Regions from separate parts of the Mus musculus genome. Here region 2 is linked to region 1. The links are chromatin contacts, called in public HiChIP or PLAC-seq maps. All regions are on one chromosome and are shown on one strand. The core of a region is the stretch at or near the end of the contact, and the rest is flanking DNA. Distances in the headings are between cores, read along the strand shown. Region 1 overlaps Trdn (triadin). Region 2 overlaps Trdn (triadin).

Region 1 (7,242 bases), core at 4,217-6,716:
TCTGTGTCTTTTTATTGGGGGAATTGAGTCAATTGGTGTTAAGAGATAGTTAGGAAAAGTGATTGTTACTTCCTGCTAGTTTTGTTGTTAGAGGTGGAGTTATGTTTGTGTGGCTATCATTTTTGGGGGGTTGTTGAAAGATTACTTTCTTGCCTTTTCTCAGGTGTCGTTTCCTTCCTTGCGTTGGTGTTTTCCATCTATTATCCTTTGTAGGGCTGGATTTTATGAAAAAATATGTGTAAATTTGTTTTTTTTTTCATAGAATATCTTGTTTTCTCCGTGTATGGTAATTAAGAGTTTTGCCTGGGCTAGCACAGTGAATCTTACAGAAGCTATCAGCCAAATAAATCTAACAGATATTTTAAAAACATTTCATCCATATACCTTCTTCTCAGCACCTCATGGTACCTTCTCCAAAATTGACCATATACTTGGTCACAAAACAGACTTTAGCAGATACAAGAACATTGAAATAATCCCATGCACCCTATCAGATCACCATGGAGTAAGGTTTGTCTTAAATATGAACAAAAACAATGGGAAGCACACATAGACATGGAAGCTGAACAACACTCTACTCAATGATAACTTGGACAAGGAAGAAATAATGAAAGAAATTAAAGGCTTTTTAGAATTTAATGAAAATGAGGACATGTCATACCAAAACTTATAGGGTACAATGAAAGCAGTGGTAAGAGAAAAACTCATAGCTCTAAGTGCCTCCAAAAAGAAATTGGAGAAAACATACATTAGCAGCTTGACAGCACACTTGAAAGCTCTAGAATAAAAATAAGCAAATACACCCAAGAGGAGTAGAGGCAGGAAATAATCAAACTCAGGACTGAAATCATCCAAAAAGAACTATACAAAAAAAAAAAAAATCAACAAAACCAGTAGCTGGTTCTTTGAGAAAATCAGCAAGATAAATAAACCCTTAGCCAGACTAAACAGAGGGTACAGAGACAGCATCCAAATTAATAAAATCAGAAATAAAAAGCAATACAACAATGAAATACATCTTAAAATAAGTATTCTGTCTGTTGAATATTATCAGTTGAAAATTTTAAAATTATGTTCTACAAACATCATAGAAATATTACTGAAAATGTTTTCACTGTGCTTGAAATTAGTTGTTTTTTTTTAATGTTTAACTTCAACGCGTTTTGGTATTTTGAAATTTTTAAAATATACTTATTGATAAAATAATTCCTCTTCTAGAAACACTGATAATCTTTTTATGTAAACTGATTGTTAGACAATGTGCACAGGTATATAATGCATTTTAAATATTCTTTCACTGTGTCAGATGGTATCATATAAGGGCTTTTGAATATATTTCTTAATGATTCATTTTCAATATTTTATGCTCTTTTATTATGCTTAATTCCCAAAGAACATTTTGTACGTTTTCAAACAATTTAGTATTCAACATTAGATATAAGGTTCTCAGTTATGGATAGTATTAAATATTCATTAATGACATTTTAGGGTATGAAAGGATATGAATATAAAAGTTGAACAAATTTTTATATATTATTTGATTTTCAAAATTCTCAATATTATTAATATGTTTGATGTATAACACCATTTAAATGATTTAAAAAATTAAGAAAAAATGGAGGCGAGTAGAAGGTAGGAGCTGTTGGAAGTCATCTTAAGTCTGTCCAGTACCAATGCTTCCTATTTATATATGTTAATACTGACAGATATATGTAAACAAATTATATACATTTTACACTTATATAATGCTCTCAGGTGTGTTTTTATTTAATCTATCTATATAGGTTATATTAGGAATGGCAGATGAATACATGATTTTTGGCCGGGGGCCAGCCCCGGCATGGGATGTTTTTCTTTCTCGTCTATTCTTCTTGAGGCAGCAGCAGGGGAATAGCTTAGGTGGAGGGTAGGACTTTGTCGAGATATTTAGGGTTGCTGTATAATAAAAAGTTTTCTTATCTGAGCCTAAAGTACTATGCTATTCTAGCTGACCTGCCTTTTGTGATCCTCTGGGCCAGAAACTATAATTTCTAGCACTTAGCTCCTCTTTCTCAAGCCACAAAGGATTAAGTAAATAGCCTTTGTTCTATCTCAGAAGGAACTGCTGGGCTCTAACTCTCAGCCTGCTAGTGTAAAGTCTCACGAAGAGAAGACACTTAAAGAAGTGATTATAGAATTTATTACCAAGTTGTAAAAAAGTTTCATATGAAAGCTATCTAAGGGGAAAAGCAGAAAGATCCTAAGTGGGGAAAGGGGAAAATTCTCTATGTGGGAAGAGGGAAAAGAATCTAGTCTAAGTAGGGAAAGGCAAAAAAGTCTCCTCTATTATCTCCCTTCATATCTTTGTCCTCAGTACTTCTATATCTTTCAGAATACATGACCACATGTTACAAAGCTCATCACAAGTCCAGACAAAAATCAAATCATAAATTGAAATAGAAGTTTAAAACAGCAAATGTTGACATGCATATCCATTAGGAGTAATTATCTAGCTAAAAATCCATCACCTCTCTCAGCTCCACAGGTTCACTGAAGGTTTAAAACCATAACTAAGTTATTAGTGAAGTTTTGTATAGATAAACCCAGTTGATATTTTATCTTCTGTCCTATCACCTATAATAAATCATTAATTCCTTTTTTATGACCTTTGGTTAATTGTTTTACAACCTCTTGAAATATGCTCTGAGTAGGAGAAAGTCTGGTTACCATTTAAGAGCAAATAAACGGTGACACTTGAGAGACTGGCATAGTTCTCATTGCAGCTTTGATTATCAGAAAAGGACCTAATAGCAGTCTGATTATAAAAGAGCTTAGTAATCACAGATATAATTTTAGGAATTCTTGTAGGATCATCATTAAGACTTAAGTCATCTATTTGTCTATATACCATCACTACAAGATAGTACATCTTCATGGATCTGCAGACATCTGTTCCAAAGGGGTGTGCTACTACTTAGTGATTGTTATATATGTTTAATAACAACAGGAAAAGCATATTAATAGCAGGAACCTTTTCTAAAATGAGTCCCTCACAGTCTTGTTTAATGAGGGCTCACCTGTCGCAGATTGTATAATAATCTGAAGCAGGCCACTTCAAGTTCATCACCTGCTAGTTATTAGCTTGTCCCATAATGGCTCCTGATAGTATTTTTTATATGATATGTGGGTTTCTAAGAATATAAAATAAGATTAGAAAGGCACAAGCTAAGCAGGTAACATTTGAGTTAGAAACTAAAATGAACTCCTTTAGAACACTGTGTCTCCTGCTGGCACTTTCACATGACACAGTGTGTTTTCTGTTCTGTATAAAATACAGTGTGTTCAAGGGCAGTATTTTTCCAGACCATCCTAGAAATTCTTTTTGCAAGAAACATGGAGATTCATTCTCATCCTGTTCCTGGTGCTTATATTAGACCCTCTACACATGGTGCCCATCTTTTGTAGTTCACAAAATAACAGAGAGGAAAGAAAAGAAAATGGGATAAGAAGTCAAGACGTGTGAACCCAAATTCTGCCTGGTTCTTGAACAACCCTGCTGTTTTCTAGTTAAAGGCAAATTTACTTGTTTTAAGGAGTTGACAGTAGAAGAAGGGAAGCCTTCAGTTTTATATAAAACGTTATTGTAATGCTTCTGTGAAATGTGTTGTCCTATCTCTAAGAGAATTGACTTTGTTAGTTATAAAATTCAATAGCATTAAAACAGATCAGATTTTCACTAATCTTTAATTCTACAGTAACAAGATAGGGGTAAAATCAAAATAGAGGTAAAATCAAAATAGAGGTAAAATCAATTTTGAACTGCAAAGTTAGATGGCATTTAAGATAGCTACAATAACAATTTCACACAGACATAAGCAAGCAAACAGCATAAAAAAAGCTAGTAAAATTTCAAAATATAGGCATGTTTATTCTAAACATTTTATTTACATGTGCAGAGTACATATTGCTACATCATATAAATGACACACAGGTAGCGAACCATTTACTCTTATTTAATTCAGATTCACTAGTTCTTTTTTTTTCCATTTTTTATTAGGTATTTAGCTCATTTACATTTCCAATGCTATACCAAAAGTCAGATTCACTAGTTCTATATTCTCTGAAAATAAACATTGTACTGAACACAATGGTAATAGAAAACTAAAAACTGAGTTCCTGAACTCAAGTTGTTCCCAGCCTGGTAGGGGAAACTAATAAGAAAACAATCTTGTACAATACAAAATATACAATAGATAATAAAGGTCACGTCTTAATAAAAGTGTTGGCAGATACAAGCTTTACATCAAAGCAAAGTAAACAGAGGCCAGTATTTTCATCAAACTCTTTAACATGTGTGTCAATAATATCTACAATGTATTGGAAGTGTCCAGACAAATCTCTTCATTGTGTGTCAAATCTATGTTAAATATATGATCCCACATACAGAAGATGTCAAATATGCAATTCCCATTAGAACTAATTGAATCGTACTATCAGTGATTTAAAAAATATGAAAGAACAATCCACAGAATGATTTATTTGTGAGCCAGTTCACTCTTCAAAAATTCCTATTAAGTTAATGTGTTTTGAATAGAATGCACATTCTACATTTTACTTGCTAGTACTTTTTGCTAGTACATTTTAAAAGTTTTACAAACATTTGGGAATATGATCTCTGGCTTTGATATGTAAGAGAGTGTATCTGTTTCTGTATTATCAATCTTTGCAGGCCTAGTCATTAGGGATGTCTGTCTGTCAGTTTCTAATAAATATCATGATAGGGATGTCTGTCTGTCAGTTGGTCTCCGGTAAGTATCATCAGTCTCATCTTGTTATACAGTACCATGCAGGTAATGTTTCATTTGTATTGTTTGCATTTATCTTCTTTAAAATATTATATTGTATTATTTTTGAGTAATACTTAAGATTTTTCTATTATAGAACAAAATGATCACATTCCTTTAAAAGAAAATTCTTTAACTAGGCTCTTTAGTGAAGACATTTTTCTTATTAAAAATTCCCAGTCACAAGCAAATGAATCATTGTGGACAGCTTAAGCTCTTGATTATCAAAGCCAAAATCCAAACAAACTGTAACCACAACAGAAATCCTCATCAGTCTCCTCACCTGTCCATGACTTGTATGTCAAATACAACATATTCATAAACTTATAGTACCCTAGTATTGTCAATAGTATTTATAGGACACTTATTTTCTATTGATTATCTTGTTTGCCTTTTAAAATGGGACTTGAATAAGACTTGAAGAATTATGTGAGTGAAGAAAAATAACTGTCTTAACTTCTTGTAGAGGACAAGAAAATTAAGACTAAGGAAAAGACTGAAGAAAAGGCTAAGAAGGAAATGAAAGTTGGAAAACAGGAGAAAGTGAAACCAACAGCTGCAAAAGCCAAAGAAACTCCGAAAACACCACCAAAGGCCAGAAAGAAGGATGACAAAGAGATGCCAGCTGTGCATGAGCAGAAAGGTAAACATTCCAGGAGGAGGAGACAGCAGGAGGTCCAAAGAGAATAATGGGCAAGAAGCAGATGCAGTCAACTGAAAAGACTAAAATTAAACCTCAGATGGGGTAAAAAGAGATCCAAGCCAACAAGCCTGAAAGGAAGTACTACCATTGGGTATTAACATACTAAAATAATAAAATGTATTCAAATAGCTAGATGCATTTTCAAGTGTTTTAAAGAGTGTTGAGTGATCACTTGGAGTTATTTAAGTTTGGGGCTGAACGCTGAAATCTTGAGGATTTGGCAGAACAGTTAAATAGTTGTATGGGTTAGACTCTGGAAAAGATAGTTTTAAAAATTGACAACAACAGCATCTCTTCAGGAGTTGCTCCAGGAGTCAATGCACAAATCATACAGGAAAAAATAAAATAAAAATATTACTTCCTCGATACTGCTGCAATGATACCATTCAGAATATGCACATTAAACTATAAATTCATTTCATTGTGGTAGAAAACCTCTTATATGATAAAGAATTGTTGGGCAATTTTTTAGTCTTCTTAAAAAAATTAACTTTAGGATAGTTTGCATAAGACAGATGTTCTTTTCACCAACTATGGTGTATTAACTCACTTCTCAGATATAGACCATTTACAGAGAGGAAATTTTTTACAGAAAGGTGCTGTGTGAATTTAAAATGGTCACAAAGGGCCTCTTTGTCCCACCACTAGGGTACCTTTTTGGGTTTTCTATCCCCAAATCAATGGTTACTACAAATCCAGATCTTCACATATAGAACACAAGGTCTGCTCTGTGTGATCTGTTCCTGAGAAAGTTGTACCTTTTCTTATGAATGTTACAAAATAACAATTTCCTTGACTCTAAAAGCAATTGAATAATTTTTTTCAAAACTAAAATGGACAAAAACAAAACAAAACAAAACAAACAAAAAAACCCAAAATGGACAAATTGGTGTCTATACAACTTTATTGTGACTTTAAAACTTTTTACTAAGAAGACTATTTTAATAGTAAAACTGGAAACATTTTTTCTCTTACAAACTACATAATATTAATTACACATTCTTTGTATTTTTATCTTATTTTTCAACATCACAATGCTTATAAGTTTTGATATGTACATAATGCATGTAAACTTTAATTTATGAAACAAAAGGTGCATGTATAGAAACAAGAAAAGGTGCATGTATAGAAACAAGAAAATAAGGGAGTACTTTTTTTCTTTTCTTTTTTTTTTTTTTTGTGTGGGTGATAAACTTTATGTAAATTTCATTCATTTCAATCTAATTTTACAGATACTTCTCCAGATTAAAACATTTGGAAATTTGAACATATTGTTTTCAAGATGATTACAGGATCTTGAACATTGAAAATATAAAGTATTATCTCTTAAAATAATTTTACATATGAATGTGTATGCTATAAAAGGATATAATAATGAGAAATAACTTAAATGACCATTTCACTGTGATACAAATCAGGAAAATTCACTATGTGGATAGTTGGATTCTAAAATACTATGAAATTCAGATCACCCTTTAAGGAAGAAAATTGTAACATGAAACTAATGAACACATCAATTAATGAGGAAATCTGAAGGGCATCTTTAGTTAGTTCAGAGAATCATTCAGCATGATTTGAATGTAACCAGGATGCAACCTCCATTTTATGCTTGTGCTTAGAAAGCAATATTTCATCTGTGTGTAGGGAGGTATACAAACCTTTTATATTATAAGTAGTTTCTTCCTTATAAACTTCAGACAGAGGTGACATATAAGA
Region 2 (7,376 bases), core at 1,920-4,419, 180 kb after region 1:
AGTTTCCTGTGCAAGCTTGTATTGGCAAAATCTTGCTCAAAGGAAAGGTTTTTAGCATTATAGTTTGAAACTTTTGATTTTATTCATTTGATTTTTAATTGAAATAAAGGATAATTAGTCGCCAACAGCTTTATATTCTCATCAAAAGCTCTGAAAATAATATTTATGGAGAAAAATTACTGAACTAGAACTTTTGATTTATGGATTATAAGAAAAAAATTATGGAATTTTTTGATAGTTGTAAAATACTAATTCAATATAAAGCTACCTCAAAATGAAATTGTCATTAGCCTATTCTTATTAGTCACTTCTTTTGTGACATTGGGTAGTCTTATTCTAGCTACTTTTATAGATCAATTATTTTATTAATCATCTCATGAATTCTCATTTCATTTTATGAGAAAGCTATGACATTATATAATTCTCAATTTAAAGACAAATATCCTATATCTAAATCATTCATATTTTCCATAAATGCCAAAGAATATCCTGAATTATTGATCCAAGAACAGTCTACGGGAAATACAAGTATCAAAGTCAGATTCAGATTCCAAAATAAAAATAGTTTAAAAATATTGTAAGGCCTGCAAGATGGCTTTGTGGATAAAGGGGATTTCTATGAAAGCTTGAAGACCTGAGTTTTACCCCCTCAACCTGTGTAAAGATGGAAAAAGGCTTTCTACTTCCAAAAGTTATCTTCTTGCTTAGGCACACAAAGCATGGTATAGAAATCCACATAAAAATGGACACCTCATCATATGAAGGTCATATATATATATTGGAAAAAAGAGAATCCTCAATGCTGGTCAACCTGAATGGTGCTTGTAGAAGAATCTAACTAACTACATTCATACTTATCACACTGAATAGAAATGAACTCCAAATGGATAAATGGCAATTCTGGAAATAATCTGATCAAAATCCTAATATCTAAAATATTTGGGTATATTTCACTTATAATTAATTTCAAAGGAAAACAAAAAAAAAAACATACTAGTAGATATTGAATAAAGTAAATGAAATTCCTGAAAACACAAATTCAAGCATGAGGTTCTGTTATAATGACATAAGTTGTATTGCACATATCATACTCATTATATAAAAAATAAAATAATAAAGAATGCCAAAAAAAATATTGTCTCTGGAGGAAGAAGGCTGTAAGCAATGTAACCATTATTAGGTAACTACTTATGCAAGAATGTAATAATGAATTACTACTAGTTTGTCAGTTTGTACCACATTCTTTCATCAAAATTGTATTGAATTAATATTATGAACAGAAGGAAGATTGGAATATGATTGTATACATAACTGAGCCAAAAAGTTCTGCCAGGACACTCCTACAGCAAATAAATTCAGCAAGGTTCTGGATACAAAACAAACTAATAAATATCAGTAGCCCTCCTATATACAAATGACAAACATTCTCAAACGAAAATCGGGGGGTGGGGGGAAGCCAGGTGTCTTAGGAGGCAGAGGCAGGCAGATTTCTGAGTTCAAGGTCAGGCTGGTCTACAGAATGAGTTCCAGGACAGCCAGGGCTATACAGAGAAACCCTGTCTCGAAAAAAACCAAAACAAAGCAAAACAAAAACAAACAAAAAAAAAACCAAAAAAACAAAAAAACCCAAAACAAACAAAAAAAGAAAATCAGGGAAATAACACCTTTCACAATAGCCTTGAATAATATAAAGTTTCTTGGGAGTATCTCTAAACAAACAAGTAAAAGACTTGTATGATGAAAACACTTCAAGTCTCTGTGAAATAAATGAAAGAAGATATCTGCAGATAGAAGGATCTCAAGTCCTCAAATTGTCATCATACCAGAAGCAATCTACAGTTTCATTGAAATTCTTATTAAAATTCTAACAAAATTTTCACAAATCATGGAAATTTTTAGGTTCACATGAAAACACAAAAACCCCATATACCTAAAACAATACTGAATAATAAAAGAACTATGGGAGGCATTACCATCTCTAATTTCAAATTACACTAAAAAGCATGCTTTAAAAAAGGTGTAATAGCAGGAAATCAGACACACTGATAAGTGGAACTGAATGCAAGACCCAGATGGAAATCCATATACCAATGGACACCTCATTTTTCATATGAAGGCCATATACATTCTGGAAGGAAGGAGTATATTCAATGAATAATGATGGCCAACCTGGATGGTTGCATATAAATGAACTCTAAATGGATAAAAGACATAAATCCATATACACTCAATCTAATAGATGAAAAAAATGGGAACAAGCTTTGAGCTCACTGGCACAGAAGAACAGAACTTTTTTTTTTAAATTTTTTTAGCAGAATAGGTTTGCATAGATACTAAGATAATCAATTATTAAATAGACCTCGTGAAACTTAGAAGAATCCACATGGCAAAGGATGTATCAATTGGACAAAGCAGCAGTCTAGAAAATGGAAAATGATTTTCACCAAATACACATCTGATAGTAGGTAACATCCAAAACATATAAAGCACACAAGAAGCTACATTTAAAGAAAGTAGCCCTATTATAAAATGAAGAACAACTCTAAACAAAATTCTCAATAGAGGAAACTTAAAATATCTAAGAAACACTTTTTAAAATGGTCTTGTGAAGATTCCATGCCCCAGTATAGGATAATGCCAGCCAGTGGGAGTGGGTGGGTGGGGAGCAGGGGAGGGGGGAGGGTATAGGGGAATTTCAGAGAGGAAACTAAGAAAGGGGATAGCATTTAAAATGTAAACCAAGAAACATTGCTGGAGACTTACCCCTTTTTTGGGTCTCCTATCTTCATGGAACGGGTCTCTAGTTTCAGGTGGGCAAGGAATCAGCGAATGACAACCAAATACTACATGAGAGAACGTGTTGAATTTGAGTGTAATTTTTCAAATCGAGCATCAAATTTTTTATACAGAAGAGTAACAAGAAACAAGGAGAGACTCATCAGCTGAGTTACAGTGACACAATACAAAAGGAATGTAAACATCAAAAGATGGCTGGGGCCAGGTCCTATTTACCACTAAGTAAATGCTAGTCTATTGTTAAGCCCACCACCAGGGGTTCTTAGTAAATGCCTGATTTATGCTGTTTCTTTGGGCCTAGGGAAGAAATCTGTCCCAGGGGGATTCCCTAACTCTTTTATGGTAAACCTACCCATTCACTAGGCCATTGTGTATTCCTTTGTTTGGGTGAGACTGGCTACTGTCCTAAGTACTCACTCTGCAGACTAGCCCTGAGATATTCTAGCTCAGTTCTTTGTAATGCCTAATTAGTTTCACTGTCTCTACTAGAAGTAAATTTGAATGTTACTGAATAGGCAACATTCTTACTGAATTCCTACTGAATTCCAAGCTCATGAGCTTCAAGGATTTTCTAGTACATTGAACACTGGTGGACCCTTACCTATGTCAGAATTCTTTCTTTGAAGGCATTTATAATAAAACAATACTGAAAGAGAGCATGTGGATCCATATACCAGAGTAACGTGGGGATAGGGTATGAGTATATGGGTTATGAGAATGCCAAGGTTCCAGGAGGTTGAGTTTCCTTGAAACTCTTTGCCTGGTGAGTGCTTCCAGGCCTCTCGACCTGTCAAACAGACTTCACTGGAGTGGATGTAGCAAAACATCTAATTAAAAAAAGAGTAAAACAATGGTCAACTTCTATTTTCTCAGGGAAAAGCAAATCAAAAGCACTTTGAATATTCATCTCACATAATGAGAATGGCTAAAATTAACAAAAAACAGTGACAGCTCATTCTGGATAGAATGTGGTATAAGAGGAACACTCATCCTTTGCTGGTGGGAGTGCAAAGTTGTACACCACACCCACTATGAAAATTAGTATGGTGATTCCTCAGAAAGATGGGAATTAATCTACCTCAAGATTCACCTATACGACTCTTGTGGTAGCTGCTTCATCCTACCATAGAGACACTTGTACAACCATGTTGATTGCTGCTCTATTCACAATAACCAGAATTTGCAAATAAGCTAGATGTCACTCAACAGAGGAATGAATAAAAAAATAATATATTTGCACAATTGAGTATTGCTAAAAAAATTACATCATGAAATCTGTAGGCAAATGGATGGAACCAGATGGAAAACTTCCAGAGTGAGGTATACCAGACTCGAAAAGATGAATGTCATATGCATTCACTTATGTGAAGATAATGGCTGCCAATTTAATAATATTCAATCTACAATCTGTAGAATAACAGGATAGATATAGAGAAAGAAAGTAAAGGGAACAGATAGGAAAATAAAACAGATAATTATGGATGAACGGAGACTAGACTAGGAGGATCAAATGGGGAGGATATGAGTTGTATGGAATACAGGGAGAGACAGCTAAAAGGTATCTATTGAGGGGTAGTGTGGAGGCTTAATTCATTAGAAGCTTTCTAAAATATATACACATGAAGCAAATATAAATGCGATCACCAAATAATGGAGGAGAATGATTCTCAACTGGACATTTCTTGTCACCAAATGAAACTTCCAGTACTGGGATTGGGTTACATCTAATTAAGTTGTTGGCCAAAGAGTCTCAACATGAATCCCCCAAACTCAGAATGTTGCCAAGTTTATAGATTGCTCTATACAAACTGAAAGTGCTCATTGTTTAAGATAATACCCAGACAACTCATTAAGCATAAAGATGTTGAGGTGATGCCTACATAAATCTCTATCTCCTACTTCCCATTGTCTTTGGTACTGAAGATGCTTTTAAAAGAGAAGTGTAAATATCAAGCCACCCACAAATACTTTATCTACAACAGTGTACTGCCTACAAGATATGCTGGGGAAATGGTGGCACATTGTTATTGGGAGTAACCAACCAATAACTAATTTGACTCGAGGCTCACCCTAAGAGATGGAAACCATTCCTGCCACTGCTTAGGTGAACAAGAACCTGAGACTATATAGCCCAGGGTCATATGGTAAAACCAAATAAGTCTGGTCCAAAATAGAAAGAAAGAAAGAAAGAAAGAAAGAAAGAAAGAAAGAAAGAAAGAAAGAAAGAAAGAAAGAAAGGAAAGAAAGGAAAGAAAAGAAAGGAAAGAAAGAAAAGAAAGAAAAAATGCAGTGATAAAATGACTCCTAATGATATTCACATGGATCAGTTTTTAATTCACCCATCATCAAAAAAGCTTCCTTCTGCAGCAGATAGAAACAAATACAGAGATCCACAGACAGACATTAGGCATAAAGTAAGAGACCTTCGAAGGCTCAGTCCTAAATGAGACATATCCATCAAATTCCTCCTTACAGAGTTCAAGGAAAGACCCTGAAGAGTTTAAGAACCAGGAGGAATGGAAGACACCAATACAACAAGAAAAATCAACATAAGCAAAATTTATGTGAACACACAGACTGAGGAAGTTTGCACGGGGCCTGTGTGGGTCTGCAGCAGGTCATTGGCACATAGATTATGACTTACAATTTAATGTTTTTAAAAGGTGCTATTGAGTAGGTCTCTGATTCTTGTATCTTTTATTAGGCTTTCTTTATTTTGCTGGTTTATTCTGTCCATCTTCAGTGTAATATTGTTTGTTTTACATTTTATTTTGTTATATTTATTAGTATTATTTTTAGAAGTCTGTTATTTTCTAATGAAAGAAAGAGAAAAAGAGTGGATCCAGATGGAAGGAGAAATGGGAAAGAACTGAGAAGAGTATGGAAAGAAAACACCATAATCGGGGCTGGTGAGATGGCTCAGTGGGTAAGGGCACCCGACTGCTCTTCCGAAGGTCTGAAGTTCAAATCCCAGCAACCACATGGTGGCTCACAACCACCCGTAATGAGATCTGGTGCCCTCTTCTGGTGTATCTGAAGACAACTACAGTGTACTTACATATAATAAATAAATAAATCTTTAAAAAAAAAAAAAAAAAAAAAGAGCACCTGCTGCTCTGGCAAAGGATGAAAAAAAAAAAAAAAAAAAGAAAACACCATAATCATTATATATTAGGTGAGATAAGAAGCCATTATCAAAAACAGGAAGAAAACACAAGAAAAGAATACTATGAGAAAGTATATAATATCTATTAGTTCTCTTTATGAAAGCAGATGAGAAATAAAGGTAAATTATGGATATATTTAATTAGAAATAGTGTAGGACATTAAAAAGTTACATGTGCCAACACACTGTGAAACAATATATGTTGACTGGCTGATTAATTGATTGATTGATTGATTGATTGGATTGAATAATAAATGATTGACTTGTTTCTTTGGATTTTTTTGACCATTTCTTACCCTTGATGCTGTCTTGTCCAACCCTGATTTGACAGTTTTTATTTCTATTTTTTAAAAGTTGGGGAAGGAATGAAAGAAGGAAGGAAGGAAGGAAGGAAGGAAGGAAGGAAGGAAGGAAGAAAGGAAGGAAAACCTAGACACTAAGGGAACAGTTAACAACTGAACTATCAGTTATATCTACTAAGAGAAGAAAAATCAGTTCTTTCCAATAGAGATATGAGGTATGCATGTGTATATAAACTGCTACAGTACAGATCTCATGAACAGGAGTGCCGCAGACCCTCTGGCCCCCCTTTGTCTGCGTGAAACAAGTCTCTTGAGCAGGTGGACAAAGAGTCGGATGAATTTGACAAACAGACATACACAGGAGAGGTTGTGCAGAATCTGAATGTAATCTTCTGATCGAGCTTTAGACTAATTATATTACAGCGAATATCATAAATTGTAAATCATAACAGGCAAGGTATATTGAAGTTTTCCAGATGCAAGAGGAGTGACTTCAAAAGGAACCAGATAAATGTTTACACTAGAGATTAGCGCCTCTGCCTCGGATCAGCCCTGTGCCAAGCAAGAGTTTTACACTTTAGTGTTAATAGCACCAGGGGGTTATTAACTCTTGACAAGCTTCAAGAATAATGTAGTGTCACTGACACCGAAATTCTCTAGGCCTTGTTAAATTTTATCCTGTCTGGAGAATCCTCATTATTAGGATAGTATATAAACTCACTCTTGGTATGGAATGTAGTCTGTAATAAAATTTTTATCTCAGTGAGAATTTTAGTCTCTTACTGTAGACAACTGAGTTAATGGCTTTGATTTATTGCAGTGCTTAATTAGTTACTGAATAGGTTAAGCTCCTTGCTGCTATCTGGGATCTTGGAACACTGGGAGAGGCTTTAGCTAATTCAGGATACAATCTTAAAAGGCATTTACAATAAGGTAATACTAAATAGAGAGCACGTGGATCCATACACTAGACTAACGCGGGAGTAGAAAATTGATTTTGTGGTTTATATAGATTAGGAAGAGAGTGCCAGACTCCAGGAAGAGAGTTTCCTTGGAACTCTTTGCTTCACGAGCCAGCTTCCCAGCTTTCGCTTTGTCAAACTGACTGAACC

Evidence for each region. HiChIP or PLAC-seq counts read pairs in DNA pulled down with a chosen protein or histone mark.
Region 2: a contact with region 1 is called in an H3K27ac HiChIP or PLAC-seq map of epiblast stem cells. The contact joins two enhancer-like sites. A contact is called at or near these places in 2 of 484 Hi-C or Micro-C datasets (differentiating embryonic stem cells and embryonic stem cells), 1 of 115 datasets of contacts at active chromatin or transcription factors (epiblast stem cells) and 1 of 9 other capture datasets (embryonic stem cells).

The regions. Positions count from the first base shown.
Region 1 is chr10:33,190,660-33,197,901 of GRCm38.p6, forward strand. It overlaps Trdn (triadin), which reads left to right. Exons shown (of 38, transcript NM_029726.2): 8 at 5,290-5,466. Among named protein-coding and RNA genes, the nearest start is that of D830005E20Rik, 62 kb to the right of the region's middle. Within about 2 kb of position 5,467, at least 13 of the 459 cell types and tissues checked have an H3K27ac peak or open chromatin away from gene starts, as enhancers often do. A contact at or near this core is called in differentiating embryonic stem cells and epiblast stem cells, where this site is marked.
Region 2 is chr10:33,372,627-33,380,002 of GRCm38.p6, forward strand. All of the region lies in intron 21 of Trdn (triadin), which reads left to right. Among named protein-coding and RNA genes, the nearest start is that of D830005E20Rik, 120 kb to the left of the region's middle. Within about 2 kb of position 3,170, at least 13 of the 459 cell types and tissues checked have an H3K27ac peak or open chromatin away from gene starts, as enhancers often do. A contact at or near this core is called in differentiating embryonic stem cells and epiblast stem cells, where this site is marked.